2 separate regions of the Mus musculus genome follow, and region 1 is linked to region 2. The links are chromatin contacts, called in public HiChIP or PLAC-seq maps. All regions are on one chromosome and are shown on one strand. Each heading gives the region's core, a stretch centred on a gene start, on an enhancer-like site or on the middle of the called end of the contact. The rest is flanking DNA. Distances are from core to core; before and after follow the strand shown. Region 1 overlaps Ppm1l (protein phosphatase 1 (formerly 2C)-like). Region 2 holds the start of Arl14 (ADP-ribosylation factor-like 14).

Region 1 (5,146 bases), core at 1,618-4,117, 260 kb before region 2:
CTACATGGCAGCTCATACTGTCTCTATTCCAACCCCAGGGGATCCCATGACCCCATCTGGCTTCTGTGGGCACTGTACACATGTGGTGCCCAGACAGACAGGCACACAAAACATTCCTCTACATAAAAAATAAGATCTCATAAAAAGCTAGTTAAGTGCTAGCCTATGAGAGAGTCAGCAAGCAGCTTTTCCCCGAGGCTGCTTCGAGCTCCTGCTTTAGTCCCTGTCCTGGCTTCCCTTGATGATGGACCATAAACCTTAAGATGAAATGAACCCTTTCTTCCACTGATGCGCCACTGCTCAGAGCGGTCGTCTCACTCACAGAAGGGAAACTTGAGCAGAGTCTTAAGCGAAAGAGCTGATCTTGCACCAGGTGACAGTAAGTTTACCACTGTTCTCACATGCAAATGTTAACCCTCACTCTCAAGGCCCTCAGCTCAGTGAGACTCTCAGCGACCCGAGTTTGACATAAGAAAAAAGATAGGAAGATCAGAAGAGAAATCGATTCTGAAAATACTGAGCTGAGAGGGGTTGGCTTTGGGAAAATGGCAACTTAGGGAGGGTGGTTAGGTAGGCACAGGATAAAGCAGAGAGTGACATGGAAATAAATCCTTCAGATTCTATGCCGAAACAAAGAGGGAAAGAGGGAAGGGTGCTACATCTGGCCCCGTTCCAGGGACAGGCAGACCTGACTAGGGCAGCAGGGAATGAAGAAAGGAAACACACAGACACAGAAAAGCTGAGGTTGCCTGGGCTGCATCCCAGAAGTTTTGCATATTATTGTATACAGTTGAACAGGGAGGAGGGTGGTTGAACCCATGACCACAAAGGAGGAGCTGGTGCCTACAGCTAATCATGGAGGTGGTTTATGGTCTACAGCTAGCTCACGGAGGCAAGGGTAGCTAATTTTGGGGGAGTCGTTTCTCTAGGGGAGAAATCTTTAGGCCATGAATATGGGGAGGGGCTGGGGTGAGGAGAAAGCTATGATAAGCATTTGCAGCACACACTACCAACGTGTGTACTCAGGACCAGGAGGGGAGGCTTGGCAGTCCCCCTCTGAGCCATCCCTTTGGAGAGGCGCTGCCATTTATTTCCCTTTGGGACTGATGCATGGCTGGCTCATGCCAATAACACACATCTACTTCTCACACTTGGTGCTTCCACGCTCCCTGCAAATGAGCAATATTTCATTGCAGGCAAGGTTTCCCTGCCCTTGAATGGAAGTGCACGAGTGTGTGTGTGTGTGTGTGTGTGTGTCGATCTGGCAGCAGCCAGCACATAGCCCGCACATTAATTCTCTGAGGTCCCCATTGGAATCCATCTTTCTTATGGTAACATATCATTAACTTCTGACAGGTGTTCTTTGGCTCCAGGCACTTTAGAAGAAAGTCAGAGTGAATGCCCTTGCCCACCAGGACAAGGACGCAGGAGAGCAAGAGTGATTTCTCTTCTCTGCCTGCCAACACTGTCACTTCTTGCCATTTTTAGTCTTTGCTACTTCTAACCTAAAGAGGTTATTTAAGGAAAGAACCCTTGAGAGACCATCTTGTACTCCTAACCTCGTAATTCTGCCTCAAAAAAACAAACTAGGAACCTTCAAGAGATGGCACCAGGTGTTCACCAGAAGCACAACCATGAAGTCTCACTTCTATGGCAATTTTAGATCGCTATGGAGAGCCATGGCTGCCAACGGTTGTGTCAATGGTTATGGCGAAGGGGGAACCCAGCATGTGGAGGACAGAAAATTACAGAACATACTTAATGCTGAAGCTCAAGTTTTAATCTAAGCAGTAACGTGATGACCAACCACTAAGCTACACATCACTAGAGACAATCCTTCTGGGATGCCTCAGGAAACGAACTTTTACTAAGTTTATCATTCTGCTAACTCACATTTACTATGAGGTCAAGTTCATGTGGTAGCATGAAGCATGCCAGGGCATGTAAATATACCTCTAATCTCACACAACGGAGTATGTCTTTCTAGCTAAGGATGGCTGGCCTTATCCACAAAACCCATACCAGCCCACTTTCCAGACTTCTGGTCTCTAATTATTCTAAGATATAATCAGCCAATGTATCAAACACTGTCTAGCCGTGAGTTAGCTCCTCTTATTATTTTGATCAAAACCTACATTTAAGCCTCCGGGCTTATTTTTTTAGAACCTGTTTACAGATTAAGAAGCTGAGGTTATTTCCCTACTTCCAAGGGTATGAAGAACGAATTCTTTGCTCCTCAATTACCACACACACTCCAGAGAAAGATCAGGAATTCAACAGTAAATATCACACTACTTTGATGGTCCTTCCCTGAATTTTGTTTTCAGAGCACACATACACTTTTAGATGTTAAGCGATGGTGGCAGCATAAAAACAGCCAGCCGACCAGCCCAACGCTCACCAATCTAATGAGCACTGAAACAGCACTCAGCCAAAGTTGTTGGGCTAATGTTTTGCGATGAGCAAGTTCCTATCTCGTCTGCAGTCATAAAGAAGAAATTGTTTCACATTTTACACACTTGAGAGGCATAGGAAAAAGATCCAATGATATTGATTTATGGAGAAATATTTTTTTATTATTTCAAAAATTATATGGTTTATTCCTTATTAAATTCCCTCCCATTTCTGAATCTTGGGCTATGGAGCCTGGGGAAATATTAACTTCCATAAGTATTACTCAAATGTATTCTAGAAAGTTCCACAAATAATTCTTACTGAAAATGCCCTTGAGGACTGAGAAAGCCAATGGGACTGTTACAAATGAATTACAAAAACCTCGTGAGTTATTAATCAAAATGATAGCATTCCAAGGCTATGACACTAGAGCTGCCCCTGGAGGTCTTAGTCAGAACATACATAAAATATTCTTGGCTTGAGACAGCTATTTATACAGGAACAATTCCAGAGGACTCCTACTGGGCCTCACTTGGCTGCTACCCCATAGCTACCTCCAGGAAGCAGGGGTGGCCAGAGTGTCAGGGAAGCTCCAGATGAGTCGGGCTGATGTGGCTTCAAGAAGGATTTTCAAGGCCAGTATTAGACTTAGGGTCCTTTTATATGAAATGGAATAAGAAGGGTTGAACTTTCTACTCAGTGACTTGGTGATAATTTTATTTAGTGTCTCATGACTAACTCAATGAGAACCCCCACCCTCACCCCCAATCATTCAGCTCAGGTCATCTAGCTGGACAGCAAGTACCTTTATGATCCGTCTCCCTGAAACTCAGAAAGATATCATGGTCACAGGAAAGTCTCAGTAGATGCACACAAGGGAAAGGCCTCTGTGTTCTTTACCGAATTAGGTGGCTGGCCTTGATCAGCATCTTTGTGGGTTAGAACTCCAACTGTCAGTTTGTTGGGGTAGGGAGGGGGGTGGCTTCCTTTAAAATTAGTCATGGGGTTTGCTCTATCCTTGGTTCAAATCTGTTTTAACTTGGGCTATGTATTTGAGAGGGAGAACTCTGGATCGCACCTGCTAGTTGAATTTGATACAATGTAGCATGGATTTCTACCCAGCTTTACAGTAAGTTCTGACAGACTCCTAGGGTTGTACCAGGCCCTTTACAACAGCCCTTGTGCATATCCCAGGACTCTCTAGCTTGTAAAGGTTGTTGTTGTTATTGTTGATGTTGTTGTTTTAATTACTACTATTACTAACCTATTTTATTAAATTATATGTATCACGTATTTGTGTATGTGCATGCAAGTCTGTGGGGTGCCCAGAGGACAAATTGCAAGCTTCCTTCTTTCCCGCTACTATAGTGGTTCTGGGGCTTGAAGTCAGGCTATCAGGCTTTGCCAGGGCTGACTTAGCCCACTGAGCCACCCTGCTAACCTATAATATTTTTAATTCTTATAAAAAAAAACTGACTATATGCATTGACATTGCCACAGGCTCCTTTTTCTGTCATTTAGAATTGGCAGTTTGCTGAGCCTCAGAGAGCCGGAGCCCTCCCCACTCTGAAGCAAAGTGACTGTCTTAGGAGATACCAGACGGCACTGACATTCTTCCCGGCAGCTTGTGGGCAGTCAAGCAACCCTTAGAAAGCTGTGTGAAACCACACCACAATTTGCTCTTGAATGTACCCTGGCATGGTCAGAAGAGCACCCTCACCTCAGCCAAGTCAGCCAGAGCACTGCACCAGGATGCAGGCAGAAGGAAGGGAAGCTGGAATCACCGGCAGGAATGTGTAACTACACACAGAACTCAAAAGGACATCTTATTTTAGAAAAGAGAAGAAAAGGATACCTAATTGCATGGAAAGGCTGTAATTTCAGCAGCGAGCGCACCTGCTTATGTAAACACAAAGTGACAGATCCTTAGCTCTCAATAGGCAAATCGGTCGTAGACCATAGAAAGAAAAGATGCCTACTGCCAGCTCCAAAAAAACACAGCTGGATAGGTCGGTGCACAGTCCAGGGCTAGGACGGCCTCTTTGCTGTTCATTTTTATTGTACATGCCAAGGGAACACTATTTTAGATGTTGAGGATACATGTTGGGGGAGGGGCGCCGTGCCCGCTCCAAGCATGCTGTGGGGCTAGGGGAGAGGTGAGGGACCACATGCTAACAGACGTAAGGATGCTCTTTCAAGAGAGACAACCAAGGAACCTAATAGCCTAGGGTAGCCTTCGGCTTGCCTAGAGAGCCAGGCTGTGCCAAGAACTTAGGACAGGCAGTGGGGTAGGAGGGGTAAGAGGTAACAGCCAGCTATGTCAGCGTGATTTTTAAAGTGTGGGAAAACTGGAGCCATGAGAACACAGAATTGGTAATTTCACAGGTAGAGAAATCAAACACATAAACATTGGACAAATCTGAAATATTCTAGTTTTAAACCGCTCATTTGCAATGACAACAGACGCAGGCTAAAATGAACGTTTCTCTACTGCAAAATGTGCGAGCGCTCCCCGCTGTGGGATAGGAAAGTGGCATTTTCAATTGAGCAGGACAGAGGTCTAACGGGCTCCCCTCTCCAAACCCCCACACCTCACTAGCCTCTCATGCAGGTCTTGTTGAATGAAGGAAGTTCCCCATCACAGAGAATTTGAGAAAGACATATAGACTCATATCTAGAATGGGCTAATATTTCCCACTGTGAGAATCTCAGTTCCCAAGAGGAAGTCCAGTGGGAACATTTACAGTGGCCA
Region 2 (4,841 bases), core at 2,159-4,658:
GGAAACTGGTAAAATTAGCATTAAACAGCGAATAACTGGTAGAAAGCATATCCTGGGTAAAACATGGCCAGCCTTGTACATTTCTGGGGAGCATAGACACAGATTCTGAGGAACACTTGCCGTTAAGTTTCTAACAACAGGAAAATACCACGTTATCAATTTGCCATATCTTAAGAATGTGCACGCCTACTACACCAAGCACACATACCCCAAGCTTCTAGTATTTTCAATAGTTAGATATTCTGCATTGAAATAAATGAGTGACTCTTCATTTTAAGATTAAATTAAAAACAAATTATAAGGGAAGATATATATGAGGCATCTGTCAGTTTGTGAAGCTCAGAAAGAATTCTGCTCTGAACCTTTGACGTCACCATCCCAGAGCGCCCTGAAATCATAAATAAATCTTTCTACATGTTTCTTACATTGGTTACTATGCTTATCTAGTATACATGGATTTTCTCTTCCTAAAAATTTTCTTGTTATAGAGTCCATACTGCCTAGAGTGTTTTCACCCCTCTGGTATTTGGGATCAAGCCCAGAGCATCTTGAATTGCTGATAAAGTCACTCTACCAGTGAGTTATACACACAGCCAGCTCCAGCTCTTGTGTGTTGGAAGTTCACTGCAGACAGAGAGGATATATTTGTCTCTAAACCAACATGGTAACACATAGCAGACATGCCTGAGTAGCAGTCTTGACTCTGACAATTTTTCAGTTAAAATCAATGAGGACAAAGAGAGCAAGAATTTGAAAAAGATCAAGGAAGGGTATATGGGAGGATTTGGAAGGAGGAAAAACAAGGGAGTAATGATGTAATTATATTATCATCTCAAAAACAAATGAAAAGAAAAGACATAGTAGTTGGCTGGAAGGGTGTCTTAACTGGTAAAGGCACTTGCTGCCAAGCCCGTGACCTCATTTCAGTCCCCAAAAGCACACGGTGGAAGGAACTGACCCCTCAAAGTTGTCTCATGACTCCCCCAGCCCCAACACCCTCGTGCAATGCATTCTTTAAATGGCTTATGTGTGTGTGTGTGTGTGTGTGTGTGTGCAAGATTTGATGCCACCTTGTTCAGCCTCAACACTCACATCTGTAAACTGAAATAACAATGCCCTTTTTCCCCCCTCAGAGCAGTTGTAGACTCTAAGTGAGAAGATCCGGGAATCTGTTTATCCTAAAGACTACTCTACACAGTTTCAACCCAAAAGTCACCATCATTACGTGTCTTCTTTACACGGGTCACACTATGAAGCTCAGAAGGGTCTTCGCTGAGCCAATTATAGCTACAAGGAGAAAGAAAAATGTAAAAGCAATCTGAGGGCCTTCACCCTTGACTTGTTTCATTTTTTACATATACGTAAGTGTGTACCACGTACATGCTGGTGCCTAGAAAAGGGTGTCAGATCTTCTGGAACTGGAATGACATGCAATTAATTGTGAGGCACGCAAGCCTAGTCAGGAACCCATCCCAAGTGTGCTGGAAAGGCAGCAAGGCCTCTTCACAGTGGAGCCGTCTCTCCAGCCCCACACTAAACTCATTACACCTTTATTTTCCCCTGTCACCTTCAGGTTTAGAGCTACCGGGGCTGCTGTGGAGCTCAGTGACTTTATTCTACACCGCGGGAGGCTGGCAGGAAGGAAGAAGAGGAAAGTGTTAGTTACAGGGCATCTCTGCAGCTCTGCTCCTCTCCTGGACATTCCAGCTCCATCCTCAACTCCTTTGCTGCTCTCCCGCCCCTCTACCCCGTCTCTTGGTCATGATGGCTTTGGAGGTTCATCTAACCAGGGGAAATTTTCTTGACTACTGTACACCTGTGTGGGGTCTTCTCCCTTCAATTCCATCTCTCCTAAGAAGTGTTTCCTGTTTCCCTGGGTGTCTCTCACAAGATAACCGCGGCTGTGCTCCGGGTGCCAGCTTCGTGTCACTTCACCCAGTGAACCGCAAGGTCTCTGAGAACAAAGTCTGGCCTGGCTTCCTGCTTGGTCGGTACCAAGCAGACCTGTGTTCCTGGGTAATGGGGCTGCTGAGCGGAGTTCCGCTGAAGCTGGTCTTGGGGCTGCAGCTGAAAGTGGAACACTAAACTCAGAGGTCACCCTGCAGGACAATGCTTCCTCTAGGCCACTGATCTGAAGGTCTTTGTTTAAGGCAGGGAGGGGTGTGTGTGTGTGTGTTTCAATACACATTGTATGAAATGCTCAAAGAATTCACTAAAAAAATATATTTTTTAAAAAAGATAAAGGAAGTTACAAACAATAGATGTCAAAAAGCTGATAGCATTTGTGTGTCTGTTTACAAAACAAAGATTTTCAAAACGTTAACATCCACAATTTAAGCTTCTTTTTGTTATTTTCTCACTATTCAATTACTACCTAAGGACAGGGTAGAAATTCAATGCCAGTAACATCTGGGAACTATATGAAAAAAATCCTGACTATATAAGCAGACAGCTATTTAAACTTTAGTGGTCATACAAAATTAGTTAACATTTATCTGACTCTAAATAGGACTTTCAAATCATCCAACACGTTAACCTTTACAAAATATAATTTCTTCCGTTTCAATGACCATTACCCCATAGTTTGCTTAGAAAGTTCCTTCTTTAGCTGAGCAGGGTGGAAACCACCCCCAAAAGTTTGCCGACTCAGCAACTTACTTTTCTTTTTGTTCCCCCACTTTACATGGGAAATAAAACAGATTTCCCATTTCCACTTCATCATTGTCTCATTTCTGCTTGAAGATTGCTAAGGTCTCTCTTGTCCTTCGGTAGCTTTTCAGAAACTCGGTTAATTTCCTGAACCCGTCATCCAGCCCTTCTCCAGTGACCGCACAGCAGGGTTGCACATACCAGTTCCGGTTGCTGCACAGCTTCTTCACCTTGAACATCCTGGTGATGTCTTCGGCGCTCAGAGCTCCCGGCAAGTCCTGTTTGTTGGCCAGTATGACGACCGGTGTGTTTTTGATGTGCTCGTTCTTCAAAATGTGTTTGAACTCTTTGCGAGAGTCTTCCAGTCGCTTTTTGCCTTCGGAACAGTCCACCACGTACATCAGCCCTTGAGCGTTCTCACAGTAGCAGTCCCAGACTGTTCGCATCTTCTCCTGTCCTCCAACATCCCACACGGTGAGTGTGAGACTGCTCTGCAGCTGGACCATTTCCACGTTGAAGCCGATGGTTGGGATGGTTGAGAGAGTCTCAGCAAACTTTAACCGGTAAAGCAGAGTAGATTTCCCAGCTGAGTCAAGTCCGAGGAGAAGAATGTGGGCTTGCTTGCTTTGGGGGTTTTTAGAATTCAGCAGACCCATTTTAGGCTTTTTCTTCCTTAAAGATCGTTTCTTTTGGCCCGAAACAATGCGTCCTTTCCAGGTCTTTCATGTAAACGTTTAGGAAAAGAGAGTAAAGTGCCACAGTGAACAGGTGCCTGTCTTCGTTTATATTGTAGCTTATCAACTTGATTATAGGCAAACAGTGTTTTATTTGCAGTCCCAGCCAATCCTGAAGACTCTGTGGGAGTAACCAGCATGTATCACAGTGGCTCAAAGGGGACATTCTTTGTGAGTGAGTAGGATTAGGAGTGGCTGGCTGCCGCAGCTTTCTGCAGTCTCTCAGGTCCAACAGTTTGGAGGAAATCAAAGAGTAAGGTGTGCACAGGAGCCCCATTGTAGAACCAACACAATCTTTTGTTTTAGCCAACTTTAAGTGAACTTTTTGTAGATCAGTCTTATCCAGCTGTTAATAAGTGTCAGGGTTGCCTAAAAGCTTGGAGAGTTTATCTCCCTCTTGGTATCTAAATGCTTCCTGATACCGGATTACTCAGTAGAAACTTTGAGCCCTTCTGGGTTATCGTAACCTTGGTCTCAGAAACAGAGCATCATTTATGAATCTTCCAGGCAGGGAACTTACACTACTGACAAGGCCAGATTTCCCCAGGTAATTTTTTTTTACCCACTTTTCAATAAAACAGACTGATCAAAGATGGCAACCTGAGTATACACAGATACTTATCTCATCTCTTTCCCAACACATCATGATAAGAGGAACAAAGTCATCAAAGAGTCCATCAGAGGGTGAGATTTTGACAAATATTCTAAAAGACAGAAAATAGGCCTATTGGGATAGAACTGAGGCTGGGGGTAGGGGAGGGGTGTGCTGGATTGGGAAGAGTGGAAAATAAATATATTCCCAAAACAAGAAGCAGATAATATAAAAAGGAACTCAGAAAATAAAGACAAACTCCTGAAAACATTTTTAAAAGTAGACATTTTAAAGCCAGGCACTTATGCATGCCTTTAATGTTAACACTCAGGAGGCAAAGGCAAGCAGATCTCTGTGAGTTCAAGGCTAGCCTGGTCTACAGATCAAGTTCCAGGACAGCCAGGGCTACACAGGGAAACATTTCAGGGGAGGAGCGAAGTGATTATTTTAAAAGCTCTATGACAGGTTAAAGGCAAACATTAAAGGAATGCATCAGAAGGCAGAGAATGAGAAACAAGAAGAGTCACCTGAGTCACACATCTCAATGACAAGTTCATTCCTCAAAAGGTAGAAAGCATGCCAGCAGAACACTGAAGAGGAATTTTAATCCAGCAACATGGCTGCTCTGGCAAGAGATCACGTCCAAAGACCCTCTAGGTCTGTGTGATTAAGTTGGATTGCAGTATGATCTGGCTGGAATATAGACAAGCCCTTAAAACACATCTTTAATCCCCAACAATGGTGATGAGATTAGTTTGCAGAAGGAAGCCCCTTTGTTTGAAGTGACATCTAATTGAGGGGTAGACAATGTGAGGAATGAGAGAAAGATTTGACAGAATGAGTCAGGGATTGGATACATGCAACTC

Evidence for each region. HiChIP or PLAC-seq counts read pairs in DNA pulled down with a chosen protein or histone mark.
Region 1: a FOXA1 HiChIP or PLAC-seq map of pancreatic cancer cells shows a contact between it and region 2. The contact joins the enhancer-like site here to the promoter of Arl14 in region 2. A contact is called at or near these places in 4 of 39 promoter capture datasets (the C10 cell line, embryonic stem cells, macrophages and 1 more), 4 of 15 datasets of contacts at CTCF or cohesin (the G1E-ER4 cell line, large pre-B cells, liver and 1 more), 28 of 484 Hi-C or Micro-C datasets (the AtT-20 cell line, B cells, the G1E-ER4 cell line and 21 more), 4 of 115 datasets of contacts at active chromatin or transcription factors (the HPC-7 cell line, embryonic stem cells, microglia and 1 more) and 4 of 9 other capture datasets (adipose tissue, liver, macrophages and 1 more).

Annotation. Positions count from the first base shown.
Region 1 is chr3:69,483,707-69,488,852 of GRCm38.p6, reverse strand. All of the region lies in intron 1 of Ppm1l (protein phosphatase 1 (formerly 2C)-like), which reads right to left. Among named protein-coding and RNA genes, the nearest start is that of Gm52607, 24 kb to the right of the region's middle. Within about 2 kb of position 2,867, at least 35 of the 459 cell types and tissues checked have an H3K27ac peak or open chromatin away from gene starts, as enhancers often do. A contact at or near this core is called in the G1E-ER4 cell line, the HL-1 cell line, the HPC-7 cell line and 4 more, where this site is marked.
Region 2 is chr3:69,220,986-69,225,826 of GRCm38.p6, reverse strand. It overlaps Arl14 (ADP-ribosylation factor-like 14), which reads right to left and starts at 3,408. Exons shown (of 1, transcript NM_027843.1): 1 at 2,209-3,408. The coding sequence starts at 3,305. The coding sequence ends at 2,727.